Regions from separate parts of the Mus musculus genome. Here region 1 is linked to region 2. A link is a contact called in public Hi-C data. All regions are on one chromosome and are shown on one strand. The core of a region is the stretch at or near the end of the contact, and the rest is flanking DNA. Distances in the headings are between cores, read along the strand shown.

What was found. A called contact is a pair of places that touch in the nucleus more often than the background predicts.
Region 1: a Hi-C map of cortical neurons shows a contact between it and region 2, with 4 times the contacts expected there. The contact joins two enhancer-like sites. A contact is called at or near these places in 5 of 484 Hi-C or Micro-C datasets (the HPC-7 cell line, cerebral cortex, cochlea and 2 more).

The regions. Positions count from the first base shown.
Region 1 is chr11:26,486,705-26,492,570 of GRCm38.p6, reverse strand. It overlaps Vrk2 (vaccinia related kinase 2), which reads left to right. Exons shown (of 13, transcript NM_027260.3): 9 at 2,678-2,798; 10 at 5,553-5,611. Among named protein-coding and RNA genes, the nearest start is that of Fancl, 100 kb to the right of the region's middle. RefSeq lists an enhancer at 838-3,483. Within about 2 kb of position 2,295, at least 52 of the 459 cell types and tissues checked have an H3K27ac peak or open chromatin away from gene starts, as enhancers often do. A contact at or near this core is called in cortical neurons, where this site is marked.
Region 2 is chr11:25,861,620-25,867,728 of GRCm38.p6, reverse strand. The region is part of intron 2 of 5730522E02Rik (RIKEN cDNA 5730522E02 gene); the gene reads left to right. Among named protein-coding and RNA genes, the nearest start is that of Gm51856, 81 kb to the right of the region's middle. Within about 2 kb of position 4,773, at least 18 of the 459 cell types and tissues checked have an H3K27ac peak or open chromatin away from gene starts, as enhancers often do. A contact at or near this core is called in cortical neurons, where this site is marked.

The DNA.
Region 1 (5,866 bases), core at 1,046-3,545, 630 kb before region 2:
TATGCATTGTGTGTATCTGGTGCCTGCAGATGCCAGAAGTCGGTGTTATACCTCCTGGAACAGATGTTTGTGAGCCCCCATATAGATGCTGGGAACCAAATCTGGGTCCTCTGCTAGAGTAACAGGCAGTCTTAACCACCAAGCCTATCTCTAAAATTTTTCAAATGGTTATTCTGTGCTGGGTGCGAAACTAAGAATCTTTGTACCTATAAGGCATGTGTTCTACCGCTGAGTCAACCTTATTGTTCCCAGAGATTTCTAATACTCAACTAATGTTTTTTGAGTTAACAAGCATTATACTTATTCTCTGTGCAGTAGCTAGATTGTGGACATGAAAGAATTTAATTTCCCTAGAACAGGTCAGGAGGTTTTGTCTCTCTTTGACATGCTTCTTAGGCTAGGAACACATGACCATTCCGTGTAACATTATAAAGGTTTCTGTAGCACGGAGAGCACTGGTAAAATATTTGCTTACCCCCAATGAAGGAGCTAGAGAAAGGACCCAAGGAGCTAAAGGGGTCTGCAGCCCTATAGGAGGAACAACAATATGAACTAACCAGTACCCCTCAGAGCTTGTGTCTCTAGCTGCATATGTAGCAGAGGATGGCCTAGTTGGTCATCAATGTGAGGAGAGACCCTTGGTCTTACAAAAATTATATGCCCCAGTAGAAGGGAGTGCCAGGGCCAGGAAGCAGGAGTGGGTGGGTTGGGAAGCAGGGTAGGGGGAGAGTATAGGGTACTTTTGGAGAGGAAACTAGGAAAGGAGATAACATTTGAAATGTAAATAAAGAAAATATCTAATAAAATTTTTTTAAAATGCTTGCTTACCATACTCATTAACGGAGCATATATAGTGAAAGACTGAAAATTTGATAATATATTTAATTAGATAAGACTGAACTATAATAGTGAAGTGAACTTGGCTCTCAAAGGCCTATTTTACATGAAGACCAGTTTATGAAATATTGATTTCAGCTGTGTCCCTCAGCTGGAGGTAGCTAGAGTTCCTGGGAAGTTTCATTCCACATTCATTCATTCACATTGGTTTGTTTTTCTCTCCTCTTGTGTGTAGCCAGTATCTCGCAAACGTGTGTCAGAATATCCTTTTTGAGCAGTAAAGGTTGTGATTAGGAATTCCTGTAATAGAAAAAGAACTTGTGCACACATCTGTACAAATGGAGCCATTCTATTAATGGGAGATTTTTTCACAGAAGAAATCATTGCATAACAGCATGGTAGAGATTGTGTTTCTATTTTAATACTAGAGCCAAATCCTGCATTAAGAAATATTGAAGTCCAACCACAAAACATACAGCACCCATGGGCCTGGCCTTCTACTGGATTGAAGGTCCTTTAATAACTCAGTACTCAAATAGCAGTTAAGATGAGAATGTGTAAGGGTAACCATATGCTGTGCTTTTATAACAATCAGAGTAGCTACAACATATAGCACCTTTAAAACTATGTATGGTGACCTAGAGTAGCTACACATGTGGTGGCACAATTGTTCTTAGTAGATGCTTCTATAAATTAAAGACCTAGTTCACTCAGTGACTTTTTAGAGTTTACTTCATTAAGGACAATGAAATGGAATACCTGTTTACAACAGCTTTAACAGCCACATATTGCTCAGGATATTATATATCCCTGCACAGATGAACATTCAAGTAGTAGAATAAATATAAATACCACCTTATTGTTTTTATAACAGCTTGGAATGCTGATAAAATGACTTTATTTTATAGGCGTGTTAGTCATTAATTCAATGACTTATTACCAAGCGTCAGTTGAATTTAACAAGTCTTAGTTCTCACTGCCTTTTGATATAAGGTACTTGAGAAAAAAAAATATGTCAAAATGAGATGAAATTAGTCCACAGTATTTAAGAGTTTGTTAATTATGATATTTACTGGGATCTGATCATGTTCTTTTACTATGTTTTAATAAAAGCCATCTTACAATAAGTCTCTATTTTACTTCAGAACTTCCTTCTCCACCATACCTCTGGACCACATTCCCCTCATGCTTGCCTCACCTCTGGCTTTCAGATTTAAGACTAGTAGTTTTGTGCAGAGCTTCTCGTATCTGAAGATATGGGAAGCACTTGGGAGCTGTGTGCCCATGGTTGTGGTTCTTCCACAGAACTGCATCTTCTTGGGCCTGGTTTTAAAGACTGCACACTAGATGGCAGTTTTGTCATATTCTTCTGGCTTCAAGTGCAACCACTGGTGTGACAGAATAGGAAAGACCTTCAGTGTTTAGTCTGCACTCAGAGGGTCTCTGCGTGACCGCGGCAAACCCCATGGACTTCCTTGAACATGTGTTAGCAATTTAGCTGCAGACATTTATTTCTTTGTTTTACTGCTTGGCTCTTTGAGAAAGTGTTGGTGCCGGGTTATGGGTTGTCTGGATCATGTCAGAGGCCATGGGATCAAGTTCATATGACAGGCTAGACTAAGGAAAGATGAAGTTGGAGGAGGTGAAGAAACTGACCCTTACTTCAGCAGCCAGTCGCTGCCTGTCTGTGGACCGAGGCCAGAGACCCAGACAGTTAATGTTACTCCAGCTGAGTAAACATGACGCTCTACCCATTTGGCCTTTGCATATTTCGTCAATGGGAGCTCACTCAAAGATTTCTCTATTTCTCACGAGCTTTCTCATCCTCCCCTTTCTGCAGCCCCGTCCAGGAGGAGTGATGTTGAAATCCTTGGTTACTGCATGCTGCACTGGCTCTTCGGGAAGCTTCCTTGGGAAGCAAAGCTGGACGACCCTGTGGCTGTCCAGACTGCTAAAACCAAGTAGGTATTCTCCAACCCCCTGCCCCTTTATGCAGTAGGACCGACAGCAGGGACTAGAAAAGACAGAGAGAATGGCCCCTTGGCACCAGTGAAAATAAACTAATGTCGTCAGCTTGAAAAATACTTTTTAAAAACCAGAATCACGAAGACATAAAAATATCTGTACTTGATAATTTTACAGTGCAGATGTAAAATAAAACATCAGTTTCCAGACAAGCTGTTTTCTGGCACTTAGATCCTATGGTGGTGTGTACAAGATGGACTGTTTGTAAATTAGTGTGGGCCTGGGTATGGAAGCAGTCTGGTTTTGGTGTGATCGGTATCTACTGTGCAGAGGAGCAGGGTGAGGTGGGAGAGGGGGCTTGTGTTTCTCAGGGGAGAACAGCATACCTCATACTCCTGTCTCCAAAAGCATATCTTTTTTCTTTTTTGAAGTAGAAACAAAGAAAACTTTTACATGAGCTGTTTATATGAAACATACTTGCAGCCACATAAATCTTACAAATATAGACTACATTCAAAGTTTATTACCTTGATGCTGTTAGCACAAGGAGGTCAGTTTTAGAACAAAGTGCGTTTTACAAGTCTCTCACTGGTCAGCTGGTCCAAGGTACAGAGTGGGCAGCTTTTCCTCACATTCTAAGGTAAACTGAAATAGTTATCTATGGAGAGATTGCTGTGCACTGGAGTTTTAGGAAAACATATAATAAAAATAGACACCAAGGGCAGCTCAGCCAGATAAGTCAATCTTCAGATGTAAATGTTGTTTTGGACTGGGTCTTACTCTGTAGCCCATGATGGCTTCAACCTCATGATTCCCTTCTCAGCCTCGCAAGTGCTTGGATTAGAGATGCAGCCACCACACTTAGATTCACTGTAGGATCTGTGCCCAAGACAGAAGGTTTGGACTAAAGGCTAGAAATGACAGATCTCTACAAACTGACATGTACAGTTCTTGTGCTTGAAATCTTGAACACCCTAGTCCCTGACACATTTGTGCAAGTTGAGACTCTGACGAGTTCTGTTCATTTCCGTCCTCTTATAACTGGCACCCTCCACACTGCAGCACAGTGAATGCATGGACATCAACACTCCTATAAGCAGTTCTTGTATACACTTTGTGAGCTCAGCTTAGCTAATTTACGTAGTGTACTTTAGTTAAAGGCCAGGATTTTAACCTAACAATCCCTGGCAGGCTTTCTTTTATAAGACTAATAAATGGTTTGTTTTAGTCTTGTATCAGCATGTATATAGAGGATAACATTTTATTAACTAGTGAATAATATGTCCACATGTATTCATGTATAGTAAAAGGGTACTACATAAAATAGGGTTTTAATAAGTGAAATATTATCTTGACTTTACATATATTGTCTTCATCTTTATTTGATTAACAATACAAATCCAAATACTAATATATTATGTATCAAAATTTAAAAATCTTTCGATTTCCTATGTAATAAGTGCTCCTTTCTTCGCCTGTGAAGGTATAATGTGAGGCAGGATGGCAGGTTTGGCCACAGCTCTGTGTCCCTCTGTTTCTGCTGTCATGAGTCACTTAAGATCACCATGTGCTTTTCCACTTGTGTTTCTCTGTGAATCATTCACTTTATTTATAATTTTAGTTGAGGCTTTATATATTTTTGCTACAGTAAATTAAGAAAGTGATATTTAGCCCCAACTGGAAAGCATTTACCAGGTGTTTGTTGTATTGATATTTCTTCTTAACTTATTTAACCATTTGGTTATATAAACTCTTGCCTGGACAGGGCAAATGCACACCGAGAACTAAAAATCACCCCTTTTCAGTAATCGATACATCAGGAAAATGACTCCACAGAGACACCAAGGCATTCGTGCCCACAGTTCACTAGGGAGACCAGAAATGATGAGACAGAGTGGCCTCTCCTCTGTGGAGGAAATCAAATGTCTATTTTCCCACCCAGAAACCTGCTAACATTTGCTTACATTGCTGACATTTCCTGGGGGAAGCAAACCTCCCCCAAAGGCCGCAGAATATTTATCCCAGGCTCTCTCTCCCTAGACCTTGATCTGTTGGTTCCCAGTTGGTAGAATCCTTAGGGGATGTCACATGAATTTTATGGCATACTGATGTCAATGTTATCTCAGAGAAGATACAAGATTCTAGTCCTTTTAGCTATACACCCCACCTTCAGATTCACATATACTTTTCAAAGAGTTTCTAGGTAGTCCCACCCTGAGATTTACTCTGCACCTAGAGTTGAAATGATCATTGCCTAGAAAGCTTTTCCCCAAATTCTACTATGTTTAGATGTGCTGACAATATATCCCTGGCAGACTCTTTGAAGTTTTGATCCAGGTTGAAAAAGTCAGTCTGAACCAAGTTTCCATTCTCATCACTTTTGCTGCCTGCCATAGCATCCACAGAGACCCACACACCTTTAAATATAAGAGGAATAAAAGATTTCCCCAACTACACCTAGCTTTTTATGTATTTTCTATTCTTCTTTAGGAAACATCATAGCAAACATTCTACAGTCCTCAATTGTGTACAATTTGAGTTAAGGCCTCTAGGTAGTTACAACTGTAAAACTGACCAATAAGAACTAAGGAATGCCCTCTCCCACTTTGCTAATCCTCCTATCCACTACAGTTGGGTACAAAAAGGGCACAATTGTGTCCTATCAACACAGAATCAGAGTTTTATGTTCTACCTGAAACAGGGAGCCTGGGCTGAAGACACTCACCATGTGCTGTCTGTTTTCTGTTTAGCCTGCTGGATGAACTCCCAGAGTCGGTGCTTAAGTGGGCTCCTTCTGGAAGCAGTTGCAGTAAGTTGGACCATAAAACCTTTCTTGATCCATGAGTCTTCACGGTAGCTGCTCTGTGGGTGTTCACCATTACCCACTCCCATTCCCAGACACTTAAAGCTTCGGGATCACAGAGAGTTTGCTAAAAACGATGTTTAAGTCATCTTTGACTTTAGAACCAAAACGGTGGTGCTCCAGGAACTGCCCAGCTCTTATGGGTTCTTTGTTTTTTAGAGTTTTACTTTTATATTTTGAGAATCATTCACAGGTTATTCA
Region 2 (6,109 bases), core at 3,524-6,023:
ATTTAAAGCAAAGGCTTTATAGATTAGTTGGTGAATGCGATATTCATCTCATGAATAACTAATAACATAAAATAAAGAACAATGAAAATGCAAATTACCTGCACATGTACAGTGGCAGTTAGCACCACGAGTAGTCCTGAATTCCTGCAAGGTAGCTAAAAGCCAGTCAAATTTCTCACTTCACCTAGGCCTTCTAGCTGTGGAGACAATATCAGAATTCATTCCTTTTAGGACTCATTATTGAGGCGTGAAGAAGAGATTGAAATCTGGTAGAATTTCAATTCTTTCGTTAGCATTATTAATAAGCAAGAATTGGCAGGAGCTAAACTGATTGGCACATACATCTGGAATAACAGAAATAAAGTTTCAGAATTGGAGGAGGATTGCTGCCCGGAGGGTTTGGAGTAGAAAATAAGTATGTGAGGATAGCTCCCACTCTATGAAAGCCTGAAATAACTCTTCCTGAGTAGTGCTGTAGGACAGAGGGAAGGAATCAGTGGGCATCTTTCTCTGAGAGACGTGCCTTGCTTTTCTTTTATTTGGAGGAAGAGGACAAAAATATTATATAAATGGAGGTGGTCCCTTGGCCTGACAGCTAATGAAAAGGAACCTGTGAATACTCATCACAGAAGTCTTCCATTGTTTGAACCGTCAAGCAGGCTAGCACAGTATGTGCTGGGTGCACTCTTAGGAACACATAAATTGTAAAAATAAACATAAAAATATAAATCACGTTCTCCATAGTTTGCAATTAGAAAAATGCTTCCTGTCTTTGATTTGCTCCAAGCTTGCTCTGGGTCAGTTTGCTACAGTGATCAGCACTAAAGTGTGAAAAGCAGAGATATGAGCTATGTAGGACATGTTTTGGGTTTTTTGTTTGTTTGTTTGTTTGTTTGTTTTTTAAAGAAACACATTAAATAACTTTTAAATATTAATAGCACTTGAAATGGGATCTCATATGAACCAGGTTGGCCTTCAGCTTCATATGTAACCCAGATTAGTTTAGGTTTCCCTTTGTCCTGTCATAGTCTTGGGAGTGCTAGTATTACAAGGATAAAGCAGAACTGGATTCCTTAAACCAGAACTCATGGCTCAATTCCCTTCTTTTTGGAGGTGAAGGAGAAAAATGAGACTCAAGTCCCAAGAGGACAATTTAAAAGTAATAGGCCACCCAGATGGCTGACCCAGATAACAGATGGCATGGCATTACTATCCCTCTCTGTGGTGAGTTCTGGCAAGAAAGCGCCCTGGAAGTCTGCCACTAACTGCCAAGTTGAACTGTGCTTCCTCTGACCATCTTAAAGCTGTTGCTGGCCAAATGGAGGGTCTTCCCATTTTGGATCAGTTCTCAGTATTTCCTCTCAGTGTCCTAAAGAGAAATTCACTGCACTGTACAACAAGTAGTGAATGTGAGACTCCATTCCAACCCGTACATGGTCTCTGTCAGGCCTCTTCACCCAGTTGCACTCAAGGCCTCTTTAATGAGATTGCAACCCTTAGTGCATAATGAATCAACCACAGCCAGCAAGCCATCACTTTCTGTTTTAAAAATGCATCGAAAGTTTACATTACATTCTATAACATGTCTGTGTTTTAATTTCTCAAAAACACTTAACAACCATCCCTGCTTAACATGCTAAACAACCACGACTGCAAGATTTAGAGAAAAAAGTGATGTTTAGTGTGGTCTGTAAATCAACAGCACCAACATCATCTGGAAGATTGTTAGAAATGCAGATTCTTAGACACTTACTGAGTCAGAAACTGTAGATAAAGGTGGAACCCAGTGATCTGACTTTTAACTACCTCCCTAGGTGGCTTGGATTCCTGTTAGAGTACAGGAAGCATACGTCAAAGTATTCAGATGCATACATAAGTAAGCAAAATACTATTAGTTGAAGCAGAGGTTCTCTAGTTCTTTCATGTATAGTGATGATGGTGCTGGGGGTGCTGCTGATGCTACTGGTACTGAGAGTGCTGGTGCTGCTGCTGCTGGTGCTGCTGATGGTGTTGGCCGTGCTGCTGGTACTGGTGCTGGTGGTGCTGCTATGATAGTGTTGGTGATATTGATGGTGCTAATGGTACTGGTGTTATAGTACAGAAGATGCTGGTTCTGGTGTTGATGGTGCTGGTACTAGTATCGATATTTAGGGTGCTGGTGTTGAAGCTTATAGTGCTGGTATTGGTGTTGTTGATGAAATTACTGATGTGCACTACCACACCTGGATTATGATTGTGGTAAAGGTATAAGGTAACATATGGAGAGTTGTAAGTATTCAGAGTTCATGCATCCGCCATTTTACTAGTATTCACTGAGGACTTGCTATGCATCTATTCCTCTGGAGACCATAGTGTTCAAAGCTATCATGGAGCCTATGTTTTACTGGAAGAGATTACCAGATAGAAACTATACAAGTGTAGTATGATTCCACCAATAGTACCTGGTGTGGAGGAAAACATAGTAATATAGGAAGTAATAATATTTGCATTGGGATTGGTAGTTTAGGTAAGATGACCATTAAAATGATAATCTTTAGCCTTTCAAAAGATGCTTTATATTAAAGGTCAGGTAAAATAATAGAATAAGTTATGAGACTATTGGGATGGCAGGGCATATGAAAGCACAAAGCAAGCATTTTATTTTTTTATTTGTTTTATTTTATTTTGCTTTTTCGTCAGGATTTCTTGTCTCATTTCACATAGGCTTTAGGTTTCCAAAGGCCACCTTCTATTGCCCAGGGAAACCTCAGGCTAAAAGCACCCTCTGTAAGAAGAGATGGTCTAATTCTTCTGGTGGCTATCTTTGGATGTATCAAGGTGCCAGGCCTGAGTCCTAGGTCCTGAGAGCAAAGAGGCAAATGTCTCTGCAACTGTGTGTTCCATCTTCACAGATGAAGATATGTGCTGCAGCCTACCTTGTTTGTACTCTGTATATGACTGTGAAGCCTCTCACTTCTAAGTGTAGGAATGTAACTCACTTATAAACCTTGTGTTTTAGTGGTAAAAACACATGACTTATGTCAACCTTAGCTTCCAAGTATTCTGAGCTCAGGCCTGTCAGTGGAACGTAAAAAACCATGGGATGAGCAGTACTGTGGCAAATGACAAGAAGATAGTATCCTTTTGCAATTATAGGATGAGCCTTACAGCTCTTCTTCCTCAGAAATATATATATATGTCATTAGATAGATAAAGAACGTGTACAAAAATCAAAAATACAGTCCATTCTGATCAAACAAGACATATACCAATGAAATGTACTATTGATACCAAATGCAGATGTAAATAGAATGAGTTATGAGACTATTGGCATAGCAGGGCATATGAAGGCACAAAGCAACAACCTGCTGCAAGATATGTTAGAAGTGTGACTGAGAAAGAAGAACCAAAGCCCATTATATTTTCCTCAACCCATGGCATCTTGGTTAGGATGCTCAATGAAAGTACTATTTAATAATACACCCACACAGGCCACCAAAGAGTCTCCTTCCTCAACCTACTGAGAAAGCTACTCGAGTTGACTGGGTCGGACTGACAATGAGGATGTTTCACTGACTGGCCTTTGCAGTCAGCACACATCATCCCTGAGACCCATTGTGTTACAAGATTGGAAAGGCAGCTAGCTGTAAGTGGAACATTTTCACCTTTATGAGAATTTCTAGCTATTTCCAGGGGGAAAAAAAAAAGCAAAACAGGAGCCCAAACTGTACTCTTTGCCCATCCAGGACAGAAAGTATGCTCTTTCCATGACCCAGGGTCTGACTTGCTATATCCCTGTCTCTGTCTTTCTTTCTCTCTCTGTCTCTTTTCCTCTCTCCTCTTTCTGTTCTCATTCACGTGTTTGTGCTCTCCGCTGCTTGTTTACTCTGCCTTTTATTTCTCTGGTTTATCACTGGCTCCTTTGCTTCCCATCATTTGATACATTATAAGTTTGGAATCTTTACCAGTTGTCCCCTTCAAAGAAAGCCCATTTCCTCCACATAGAATGTCTTTGGAACTGTGTGAATAAATCTGTTGAGAACGGGTAGATGGTTTCTAGGTAATCTGTGCAGACAGAACTGCCATTCAGTTCTGGAGCTTCAGATCAACCATCTGCAGAGAGAACCATCAGAAGCAAATTGGTATTTATGGCGAAACTGTCCTTTGCCCTCAACCCAACATCAAATTTGAAAACTTTCCAAGCTGTATCACACGTGTACATCTGGCTTTTGATGCTTTGAGGTGTGTGTCGGTGAGGAGGAATAGAGCTGATAAATATAGTTCCATTCTTTCATCCATTGGTGACCCAATTTTCCAGAGTCATTTTGCATGCAGAGAAAAAGAGTAATGATAGGCAGAATAAAATTGTGTCGTGAAAATGTGTTAAAAAAAAAGACATTTTAAAGATATTTGGTACTAGGCAATGACTTATCAAAAAGGCATTAACTACGTCCCCAATTATAAATATTGATAGTAAGAATATAATTTATCAGTACTAAGAGATTTTTCTAGTGTGGAGATGGATCTAGGTGCAACCATTTACACTGGTATGTCCCAAGGCATTCTGGTGGGAGCATCCAAGGATCCATGAGAAAAATAAAAGGCATGGAAGTCCCTCCTTGCCTAGCAACAATGGCTCTTTTCACGAATGTAGACGCAGAGCATGTCAATTCTTCCCAACCCCTCCCTGTATTCTTCTGGGAAGAAATCCCCACTCTCACTTTCTGCGTAACTTGGTGTAGTTCATGCTGGTGCCAAGTTGGACACAAGGGGGCACCGAAGAGCCACGGATTTTGCCCTCGGACCTTTCCACGAGTACAGTTTCCAACAGCAGCAAAGGCCAGGAAACCCTGGCCTTCTGGGGCAGAATACCTTCTCCTCAAGAAGCTGGCAGACCCATCAGCATGGTGGAACGGGAGGAATCAGCAAACGTCATCCACAGCTTGTGTTTACCCCTGCTTCCATCATGGCGCTAACGTTACAGCACCCCATGATGGTGGATAAAGTACCATATTAAATTCCCCTCCCTCCTTCCTCTGCAACCTCTCTACCATTCTCTCTTTCCTTCCTTCCTATTTTCTTTAACCAATTCAGCATTGCATCATGCTGTTTTAGAGAAATTGCAACAAAAATCTATTTTAGAAGAATCACCCGATATTAGAAAAAGTGATAATAGGCTTCCCAACAATGCATGTCAAGGACTGGCATCCTGACTGCATTCTTAACAAAGAAATTATTATTTTTCAATCCATCTGTTTGCCAAAGGAGACAGTTGCTTGTTGATTTCTTCTCCGAGCTTTGTCTCCTATCCTTACCTTAACAGTGAAAAACTGGCAGGGTTCTTGACACAACCCAAAGAGCCACGGGGTAATTCGTAGGGCAACAATAAAGTTATGTGCTAGTTTCTCTCATTGAAAAGGAGATGGGGAATTTGACTATTGATTTCAATTTTTCTCTGTCTGCGCAAGAGAGCTTGAATTTTATTAAACGCAGTCAATTTGTGATGAAATATTCTTTTTATTTTTCAAGATAGATTGCTGATTTACTTTCGAATGGTGGGAAAATAAGTCTTACCTGCTGGGTGCTGAAGAGAAGCACTTATTTGCTTTATCGATTTGGTCCATTTTTGTGAGATGTTTTCTATGTATTTTTTATTTAGCTACAAAACCTGCCTACAAAAGGTCCTGGCTCCTGGACTGCTTCAGTCTCCTGGAGAGCAGTTCCGGAAAGAAAAATTTGGGATTTATAAATAATTCTCTTGACAGAGAACCATTTCTTCAGTGGAAGCCTGTCCCTCAAGTGTGAATAAGCACAGATATAACTCCTGTACTTTTTGATTGGTTAGGTTCTCTTGTAGTTTGAAAATATGAATGAAAGAAACTTTTTGTCTTCCAAGTAGGACCTGCAGCTCATTGTCAAGAAAGAGGTGTGGAGCATCAGGGGTAATGTCATTCATGCAAAAGATGCTAGCTTTCAAAAACAATCCTCTGGCCTACACGTCTTTATTTTTGTATCAGAGGATTAAAAACCTCTTTTCTGAAAACAAAATTATGGTAATACTTCTTTGACAAAAAAAAAATCTTTATTTATTGAAAGATGTGTTTTTAAAGAGCATTCAGTCACAACGGAG